Linked DNA regions of Anas platyrhynchos: region 2 is linked to region 1. Evidence: chromatin contacts called from public Hi-C data. All regions are on one chromosome and are shown on one strand. The core of a region is the stretch at or near the end of the contact, and the rest is flanking DNA. Distances in the headings are between cores, read along the strand shown. Region 1 overlaps VSIG1 (V-set and immunoglobulin domain containing 1). Region 2 overlaps LOC101800056 (synaptotagmin-like protein 2).

Region 1 (5,058 bases), core at 1,270-3,769:
AAAAAAAAAAAAAAAAGGAGCTGAAAATTTATCCATTTAATTGTTGAAAAAATGGCAATTTTTTAATAACAGTATAATTTTTAATAAAATTTTCTGGAGAAAATAGATGCTAATTATAAGGAAGTATTCATGATTTATTTGAGATGTGTTAGACGAATCTAAGTATATAATAAAATTTAATAATTTTATCCAACTTAAAATGCAAGCTGCTGTTCTGGTATTCAGTAAACTATAGTGCCAACATGTTCAATTCCATTGTTTTTGTCAGCTCACCAGTATATTGAATATATTTTTGACTTGATTTTGGTATTCTTTAAACAACGTAAGCCAAAGCTGGCAGTCTCTTCCGTTGCCATGCATATACTTTCTACTAGGAAGAAAATATGAAATTTAACTTCAGCTGCATGCCAAGCAACCAGGGCAAAGCCAGGTTTGTAGAGACAAAGATTATTTTTGTTTAAACCTGTAGGTGAAAAGTATACATGCTGCCAGGCACTCTGTCCTTTCTGAAACCCAGAAAACTCACCAGTGCGAAATGGAAAGAGCAGCCTCAAATTGCTGTGGGTTTAGACAGGTTGAAAATCCGATTCCATGTTCATCTGTGTTGTGTGACTTCTTTAAATTGGTATTTTTCACAAGCAGTCACAGTCCTTTCTTACCACTGTTTGTATTAACACGATTACTTTTGTTGTGAATAGGTTCAAAACACTGAGGAATCACTGTGTTGCAGTAAAAAGCTTCGGGACCAAGTAATACAGAGTTGAATGGGTTGCTAAAAGCAATTTAATTAAAGCACCCCAGTCCTGCAGCTCTGCACATGCATGCACCCTCTGAATACATCAGCAGAGGGAAGGGTTTTCTCCATGCCTCGCTGAGTGTAGAGCTGAGGATAACAGGCACTGCAGTGAAGGGAAGTTTTGCCTCTGTCCTCAAGGAGGATGGGATTAGCACTACCCCATCACCTTGCTAGATTGTATCGACTTTATTTAATGACAGTGCAGATCATCCATTACCAATGGATATGTGCTGTGGTGTGAAAGCGAATTTACCATGAAATTAGTACCAAATGGGGAGAAAACCAGATGCATTTTTTCCAGTCCTTCTAGGCACAGCTTCCCCACTGAATTCAGGGGGAGCTGCAAAATCCGGGACTGAGTGCTAAAGAGATTGAACCGTGAGATTTCCCTGGCATTTTGGAGCCTCGCATCAGTTACTTTTCTTTTTTGGAGCATATTCCAAACCACCCACAGTATGTTCTGATTACATTCCTTAGGGGATATTTTCTCATCATCCATCACAGCTTACAAATGGTTTTTCCCCTCTTGGATCTCTTGATGCTGTCCCATGCTCCCTCTGAAATACTTTCAGCTATAATCTTCTTATTTTTCCTGGTTGTGGTCAGAAAATGTATTTCATTTTTTGTCTTGCAATGAGGAAAATCTAACGCAAGTAAAATGGAGAGACTGTAACTGAATCTGGAGAATATGGGCTCGATCCTGTCTTGGTGCTGTGCTTCCCACCTGAAGGAGTGATTGAAGTCTGTGCTACAACATACTGGATCAAAATTATAATGCATTACTCTATGTACAAATTAGGAAACGTGAAGCTGCCACCCTTTTGTGAGTAATTCTTTATTTAAGAACAGTTTTGACTTGAAAAAAGCAAATGATATGAGTAACAACTACTCATACAATTAGTCAGGAAGGTGTGCATATATCAGTCTGTCATTTAGCTGGAGTCAGAACTTGGGACGGGCCCACTGTTTGTGCTTGTCACTGCTAGAGGCTTTATCAATGGCTATGACATACAGCAGGAGGGTAAGCAGTTCCCCTGACCTGTGTTAAATTGCTCTTGCTTGCATACTGGCTATTGCTCAGTGCCAAATGTAGTAAGTACTGTACGTTCTGCAAATTGCACACAGTCTAATTCTGCTCTAATTGATAAACTGAATAGAAGGTATAACTCTATCAGCCGTGGCAAACCTCCGAGTGTAATGTTATTAGGAAGTTGTTAAACACGATAGGAATATCATCAGAGTGGGCTGTGCCAGTGATCTAAGTCAAACCTGTTTACATCAGTTCTCAGGTGTAACACCAAGCAGGAAAATTGAACTTGTAGGAAAAAAATGTTAGCAGTAATGTTAAAACTAGGGGGGAAGGAGGGGGAACGGACTGATTGTCTTAAAGGCCAAGCGTGACACTAGGGTGTCGAAAGAAGTCACAGTCTTCAAGGATGCAGTGACACTTCTAAGCAGCATTTCTTCTTATAAAGGAAAGCATTGCTGACTGCTCAGCACCTTGCTGGGTGAGCTAAGGGGAACTCAGAACCTGTGTGTTATGCTGGATTAATTTCACACCCAAACATTGGAATCATTGGTAGCTCTCGTAGTCTGACTGCTAGTGTGGGTATGTACAGAAGTTGCACATCCCATCCCTGACTCCCTGGAGACAGTCCAGGCTGCTCTGCAAGGCCTTCAGAGCCACGTGAAGGGCTGGGGCAATGCTTACAGCAGGCAGCTGCCTAGTACTTGGTGTCCTGCACAGTCCCGCGGCCCTCTCCATGCTGATACTCCATCCTACCACGCTGCACTGCTGCAGGGGGAGCTGCTGGTCTCAGGAAGGGCAGGGAGCACTTGCCTTTGATCTGTAATTGTTCTGCTACTGCAGTGACACCCACGGGATGCTGCGAAATGCTAACCCAAGTTAACTGGGGCAGATTTCCCACTACTGCTGCTGACTTGGGCTGGTGGTCTGTTACGCACTGCTCTTGTCCGAGCCACCCAATAGCAGCGCTAATGGAGCTCGCATTTGACCCTGAGGTGGGGAACGCATTGTCATAGGCAAGGGCGTCTCACCAGGAAAACCACGTTCACAATAGGAGGAAGTGTCTGCCAGACAAGAGAAAAGGGAGCTAGTCCAGGGGCCAGAGCACTTGTGTGATTTTTGGACACCTCAGCTTTACTCCACGTCACGCTTCCTGTGTGACTTAGAGCAAGTTGTTGAAGCATCTGAATGCCTCTCCTACCTTCTCATAAGTTTCCATGAGAGCCCAGGCATGCAGTAGGAATTGGGAGCCTCAGTAGCTTTGTACATCTGCCCTAAAATTCACTGCACCTCAGTCCTTTGTCTTTACTGTGGGAACACCAATGTTACCTGCCCCCAGGATTAGCAAGGATAACGCTATAAAACATAACAAGATTCTTTAAGGACATCAGGACATCTTAAACATATCTTCAAATTAATAACAAATAAATATCTTACGGTGTGCAGCTGGCTCTCTTTGGCACTGTAAAAGCTCCACTGGATAAAGAAATTTCCCAGCGGCTGAGAACTTGTGTACGTACAGAGGAGGGTTGCGTTGCCGCCCGTCGTGACATTCACTATCTTCTCAGGAACGGTCACCACAACGCTGCCGGCGTGACCTGTGGGCAGTAAGCATGGTGAGCAGAGACCTGCTGGGGCCAGCTCGGGGAGCAGGGCAGGAGAGCCTTGCTCCTGCTTTATCCAAACAACCTGAAGGAGATGTCTGTCCTTCTCCTTTCAGCAGTTTCCCTTGGGCTTGATGGGGAAGTTTTCATGATAACGAGCTGGGAGTGGGTAAAGCTAACAAGCACGTAAATCCCCAGAATAGCTGTCCCCTTAAAACCAAGAATATTCTGACAAAGCAGAGCTGAAAGCAGGCCTGTTCCCACCTGCAGAGGCTTGTCTTCTCACTGAGAGCCTGCGGCTCAACGGAACCTTTCTTCTGCACTCTCAGTGCTCTCCTGAACCTCACGCTCTCGCTCACAGCTGTCCTGAGGCCTCGCTTACACCTTTCTTGCCTTCTTTTCTGCAGTTACTCCTTTAGATGTCTGATCTTTATCCGTGGCTCACCATCTGCTACAGCGTTGTCTCTTCTTGTATTCTTACGTTCTGTTTCTGACTCAGTGGCACTGTTGGGTTCCCCCAGTTTGGAGCCTAGCAGCCCTTCTCCATTTTCCTTTTGCTAACTACTTTGCTTATGTTTAGGTTCCTTATGGCTTCCACGCAGAAGTTGTGTTTTTTTTCCAATGTATGAGTGACAGAGGTAAACATACAAAATATTCTTCTCTTAATGGAATATCTGTGCATCTTAGGCTAGGGTGCTGCTTTTTAGAATTTAAGCAGAACCTTCAGCAACATCAAAAGAATATTTTGCTCGAATTATCACTATCACCCACATGAGAGAAAACATAGTTTAAGAAAGAATTTATTTTGGCATTTTTAACCATGCAAATGTTGCAGATCCATCAGCTCCTACAGTAGGCAAGCCTATCTCAACCTAAAATCTTTGGAGTCTGACTTCCTTGTTTGATAGTTTGAATGTTAGAAATTCAGTGGAAGGAAGAAGGCAATAATCCACTTTCCATATCAGTGTTGGCTAGGATTAGAACTAGCGAGCTTTAACTGCAGCGAGATTTGCATTGTATGTGAGGACAGTCTCACAGGAATGGTTGCAGAATGACCTAAATTAGTGTGGATCCTGCCTTGGGGAAAGAGGGCATCCCAGTGCTATCTGTAGGTCCTGCTTGTCCTGTGAGTTCCCAATAGCTTAATCCTTACTGTAATCTAATATGAAAACCATGTAATGTTATTTTAGCTGTCTCAGTTCATTGTTCTCAGCTTTAACAATTAGAGTTGGCCAGAAGATTATAGTTTCTTGCCACAATAATACTTGCACGTATGTGCATTAATTTTCTCTTCTTCATTGGAATTAAGCTATGGTCCTTCAACACAATGGCAAACTACTGAAAACATAATTTTTCCAGTCATCTGCTCTGTGTGTTTCCTTCATCACTCTCTGTGTCTGGAGTCAGGAGTGCCACAGCTTGAATATTACAAGCTTTTCCACAAGAAGTTAGCTGAAATGACTCCATCTTCCATAAAGTCATATGTTTAGGATAAATACATTCAGCTGAAATACACTAGCATAGTTCTAGTAAACATATAAGGCCAAAACCTATAAAACTTTATTTGTCCAGCAAGGTTTTTAAAAGCCACTGCTAATTCTAAGATGGTGCTTTTGACGGGAAATGGAGTA
Region 2 (5,358 bases), core at 729-3,228, 42 kb after region 1:
CTGCTGAGCTATTGGTTTTTCTCTCTAGTGTTGCAAAGTGCTCATACGGCACAGCTTAAAGATGCTTATTATTTTCTGAGCAGACAGAATCAGACACGGCTTCAGAAATCAGCTTCCAATTTAGCAAGCACAAAAAGACGCCTAGCATTGGCAGCCACTCCTCTGACATGGCATCTGTCTCCTCGGTAGGTATTTAACGCGTACGTCTCTCTAGAAAGGGTTTCTCCGTTGGATAGTGATGCTGCATTTAGGCTGATACCGATGATGTGGCCTCCGGAGTATCGTGCTGCTTTCTGCATGGTACTTTATTAAAATAACAGTGATGTTTAATTACTTACTTGCATTAAAGAAGTGTCTTCAGGTACCATCTCAAATTAAGGAGCCACTGAGTCATTCTTAGACAAATTCAGAGGAAACAATAGCCCCTGCTCCAAAGCGTAGATGCTCTGAAGCCTGGCAGCATGTGGGAGAGAGGGGTGGTCTGTCTCTAGGTGGGGAAACGAGGCACACAGCTCGTGAGTGACTTGTTTGTGGTCCACCTCTCAGAAAGCTGAGACTGCAGACTGGTGACCTCTGCAAGCTCCTCCTTCACTTTATTAGCAAATTAAAGGGAACTCAGAACTGAACAGCATCAGTATGATTTAGAGGTTTGCTTTCTAAGGAGAGTTGACAAGAGCTGAGCGTGTTTAGTTAGGCATTTTAAAAGGATTCCTTAGACACAGTATTTTTGGGGAGCTGCTTAAAAGTGCTTTAATTCGCTGTACTACTGTTATAGGCATCTCCAAATTGTATATGTGAGATTTAAAGAATATATGTGAAACAAAGCATGTAGGAAGAGGTCGTGACTGTAGACAAATATGTTAAAAAAACAAAGCAAAACTGAACTTTGGGGTGCTTGAGTCTTTCTCATAGCCTGTGAAGTCTGGGAGCTATAAATGAGCCTTTTGTGTCCAAGTCATGTAGGTGTTCTTGAAGATCTCATTTAGGATTCTCTTGGATTTGATATCCTGATGGGATGATAAATGTAGCTCCAAGGACTGAGGGGAGACGTTTAGCAGATTCTTGTAGGTTACCATAGAAAGAAATTGAGAAACAAAAGAAGTATGAGTGACAGAGAAGAATTGGGTTAATTACTAGGAAAGTTTTTTGATACATGCTCAGCATTGTACCACAGAGGAGTGCCAAGAGGGTTAATTATTTGCTGGGTAAAATGCATTAGCTTTTATGTTATACCATCAGTAATCATGAGTGATTGGCCCAATAGAAAATTCTCATCTTTCTGGGGCTGTATTTTATTTCTGTTTCATCACTTTCTACCAGTGAAGGACTTAAAGCCTGGGAAAACAGAAAGTGAAGGCCAGTTGGCAAATGCAGTTTGTTTTGGGAAAGCAAGAGACTCTTTGGTGCCTCGTTCCTGTTATACCTGCAGAAACTTCATTTTCCTGTGCATTTGTGGCAAGTAGATTCCCACAAACTGCCTCTGCTGGGACAGTGGCTTTTCAGGACAGGGGTTATTTCTGTTTCTGTTTTGCACAGCTCTCTGCACTTTGTGAGCAAGCAACAAGATAGTATTATTTTGTCCTATATTTCTAGTCTGATATGGTTCTTAGTAGCCTATTTTTAAAATTGAATGACAATTAGGTGACTGTATCTATCAGAAATAATAAGTTTATATAAAAAGATAGTTCAAGTTCTCTCGGTATATTTGTTTCTTAGTGATGAGACCGGGTCAGGAAAGCAGCTGTTTGTGGGGTTAGTGTAGGGAAAGGGAAGTTACATGTGTTCTCTCACAAGTTATACATGTATTTGGCTCTGTTTCCCAAGGCTTTGGGATTTAGAGGTGGAAATCTTCTGTGTTCAGTGGGCATTTGGGAGAACAGTGCTTCTTAGTGCTGGTCAAGGATAGCACATCCTTGTGAGACCTTTATTCAGATCCCCAAACCCTTGGGCGAGCACAGCTGCAGACATGTCAAGGACTCAGTCCTACTGAAGGGCAGAGATAACAGATTATTTCTCTGGCAGTGCATATCTTTGTGCAGAACTAAGTCTGAACAGTGCCTATTTCAGCGGCACTGACCTTGTTCTCCACCTGGCAGGTGAGTGGCAGTGTGCTCAGTGTGTACAGTGGCGATTTTGGGAGTGTGGATGCCCAAGGTACTGTGGAGTTTGCACTAGATTATGACGAGAAGAACCGGGAGTTCCAGGTTCATGTGTCCCAGTGCAAGGACCTGGCTGTCGTGGATGAGAAGAAAGGCAGATCCGACCCGTGAGTGATGCTTCCCGCTGGTGTTTCATGGCTTTTCTGATGCTGAATTTTGTGTTCTAGAGAATTTTCTTTTTTTCTTATGAATTTTATTTTTAAATGCCATAATTTCTTCCTTCCTCTAGAATTCTGTTGTGTGTTTACTGCTGGGTCTTTCCTAGCTGATGGTTCTGGAGCCATTGGCATCAGTAAATATGTTGTCATTGACTTAGTTTTGAATAGGATTGAGAAGGCTTTGGTCACTACAGGGACAATTCCTGTTATTACTGAAATATGTTCTACATGTTTCCATGTGAACCTTGGTCTCTCCATGGTGAATACACATTGGTAATAACCAGTGATGTAGACACGTGTTTATATGGGAAGAAAGTCTGAAAAGAAGTGACATTAGAGGACACACTGGTAATTGAACAAAGGCTAGTGAACTCTGTTTAATAGATGACAAAAAAAAACAAAAAACAAAACAAAAAAAAAACCTTGTATTTGAACCTTGAAATAGAGAGATTTGTAATCAGGCTTCTTGAGACATTCTACCTCTTCTCTCTAATTTCACCCTGATGCTGAGCACACAGAAATGCTGTAGTTGTGGGCATTTCAGAAAATGGATATACAGCCTTGCTGGCTTCCCATGCTGCCTAGAGAGCTGCTTGTTCTGAATGTTGGTGGCATCCACCCATCCCCAGTGCAATTTATAACTTCAAGTGCAAGCCAAGTTAATATCCTAGCAGGTCTCTTAATTAGTTTTGCCTCCAAAGAGTCAACTCCAGGTCATTTTTTTTCCCATAAATCCCATGTCACCACCCAGAAGTCTTGACTGCTTATTAGAGCATAGCAATACTGAACAGTATCCAGATGATTTTTTATTTTTTTTTCCTTTTCCAGGTATGTTAAAACTTACCTGCTTCCAGACAAAGCTAGAATGGGTAAGAGGAAAACCTCAGTGAAGAAAAGGACAGTGAATCCCATTTACAATGAGGTGTTACGGGTAAGAACACCTATCTGCTCTGAAAACCCGTGCGGTACCAGGGCAGGTCTGGAATGAGCCTGCCTTCTTTGCTGGGCTCCTTCATCTGCCTCTTGCTGCACTGCTCTCCCCTTGGGTTGTGAGAGAAACTGGAGAAAGAAGTTGAGCGACCTGACTTCTCTTTCTTCCTCTAGTACAAAATAGAGAAAATGGTATTGCTTATCCAAAAATTAAACCTCTCTGTTTGGCACAATGACCCACTGGGACGTAACAGTTTCCTGGGAGAGATTGAAATAGACTTGGCCAGCTGGGACTGGAGCAACAGGAAACTCAACTGGTACCCGCTGAAGCCCCGGGTAAGTGCAGCTCAGCTCCAATCCTGCTTCCCAACCCAACCCTGAAGCCTGAAGTGGCAGAAGTCCTTCCTGGCAACCTTGCTCTGAATCCTCAGGCTTTTGGTTCTGAAGGACTGAGTATGAGAGCAAAACCACAAAGTAAGGAGCTGTCCCAGCCATACAAAAGCAGAGTTTGTCCATTTGTGCCCCTGCATTAAACTCAAAAGCTGTTTGCCCTGCTGTTAACAGAAGCCCTTTCTTAGTCAGTCATAACTCTTTCTGTTTCAGAGCCTTTCTGCTGTTAATGGTGTGGATCATCGAGGAGTGATGAATTTGTCTATTAAGTACGTCCCTCCAGGAAGTCTAGGTAAAATTCATTTCATACATTAAGAAGCATTGCCTGCATGTTGGCGTGCAGCTCGCAATGCCTCATCTGTATACGGGCTTGTTAAAGAGTAATGTCATTTGAGCAAGATCTTAGAGATGAGGGGCAACCACCAGTGCTTAGTAGTGCCACCTGCAGACTACATCTGCTTTTCACACCTGGATTTAGGAGGAAACAGGGCAAATGGAGGGAGGGTTCAACAAACTTAAACTCACCAGCTGTTATGGACACTGCAAGCACTGTCGGGTGCTGTGATGCTGTAGCAGCAACACACAGCCCCTCTTACTGTGGGGCAGGTAGGAGGTCGGGTTTGCCCAGCAGAGCCTTTTCCTTTCCTGCTTCAAAGCAGCACGGGCAGGTTATGTCAGTGACTGGCAGTCCTCTGCAGCTGCACAGCTGCAAGTAATGCTGCGGCACCCAAGCAGAGGAATGCAGAGCTCCTGGGGACTGAGTCTGCAGAGAAGTCACATCACTGCTCCCTCAGGTTGAGGGAGCAGGATGCCTGTTTTCTTGCTAGCTATTGCAGGAACTGACCCCAGAGTTTTTCTGTTGTTCTAAATGGCAGGTCCCAAGAATCCTCCATCTGGTGAAGTTCACATTTGGGTCAAAGATGTCAAGGACCTGCTGCAGTTGCGTCCTTCTGGAGTTGACTCTTTTGTGAAATGGTAAGTGCCTGAGCACGGTCTTGACTTAGATGATGGGTCTGTGCCTCCATGGAGCAGTATGTTTTCTTCTCTTTTCTCAGGCTCACTCACCTGTGTTTCCATACTGTAAAGCTGTGTAGGAGAGAATTGCTCTTGTTACTCTCCTGTGGCTATATTAGAAAAAAATTTGCTGTGGTAAAGCTCTGTCTGTGACTCCCTCAGCCTCAATAATGCCTGAGTGAAAGGAAGATGGTGGACCCTGTACCTTGCTTTGGTGTTTTCATATGAAGTTGTGAATTTTGAAGTGATAAGGACTTGCACACAAAGTTTGCCAATGTGTTAGGGACTTGCCAGAACTGACATACGTGCAGTTGGATCCTGCTTTGATCTTGTCCAGAATTCAGTGTGTGCATGTGTTCTGCAGCCTGCGACATCAGTACTGCCTGTTATATGGCAGGAGGTGCTACAAATACTTCAAAAAGTTAAAAATAACTCAGATTTTAAGATTTTCTGGCTCTTTGAAGTCCTCACTATATTTTTGTATGTTTTAAGAAAGTATTCCTGCAAAAATGTTTGTTGCTCAGGAAGCTTAACAGTCTGTTTTGAAATGATCTTTTGGGCATTTGTTTGATGAATAATTATGAAAACAGAAATATGTGAAAATAGTGTCCATTTTTAAAAAGTAAAGTGTTACTTTGAAAAAAAATGCCTAAAGCAGGAAATTTTAAATAAGTACCCTTCCTTCCTAAAAATGTTTGCTTTAAAAT

What was found. A called contact is a pair of places that touch in the nucleus more often than the background predicts.
Region 2: a contact with region 1 is called in a Hi-C map of F1 follicle, with 1.8 times the contacts expected there. The contact joins two enhancer-like sites. A contact is called at or near these places in 2 of 8 Hi-C or Micro-C datasets (F1 follicle and skeletal muscle).

The regions. Positions count from the first base shown.
Region 1 is chr10:654,157-659,214 of IASCAAS_PekinDuck_T2T, forward strand. The region is part of intron 1 of VSIG1 (V-set and immunoglobulin domain containing 1); the gene reads right to left. All of the region lies in intron 2 of LOC101800056 (synaptotagmin-like protein 2), which reads left to right. Among named protein-coding and RNA genes, the nearest start is that of VSIG1, 16 kb to the right of the region's middle. Within about 2 kb of position 2,520, at least 3 of the 8 cell types and tissues checked have an H3K27ac peak or open chromatin away from gene starts, as enhancers often do. A contact at or near this core is called in F1 follicle, where this site is marked.
Region 2 is chr10:696,658-702,015 of IASCAAS_PekinDuck_T2T, forward strand. It overlaps LOC101800056 (synaptotagmin-like protein 2), which reads left to right. Exons shown (of 18, transcript XM_027465545.3): 11 at 84-185; 12 at 2,097-2,266; 13 at 3,146-3,248; 14 at 3,422-3,583; 15 at 3,851-3,929; 16 at 4,513-4,612. Among named protein-coding and RNA genes, the nearest start is that of RAB39B, 14 kb to the right of the region's middle. Within about 2 kb of position 1,979, at least 2 of the 8 cell types and tissues checked have an H3K27ac peak or open chromatin away from gene starts, as enhancers often do. A contact at or near this core is called in F1 follicle, where this site is marked.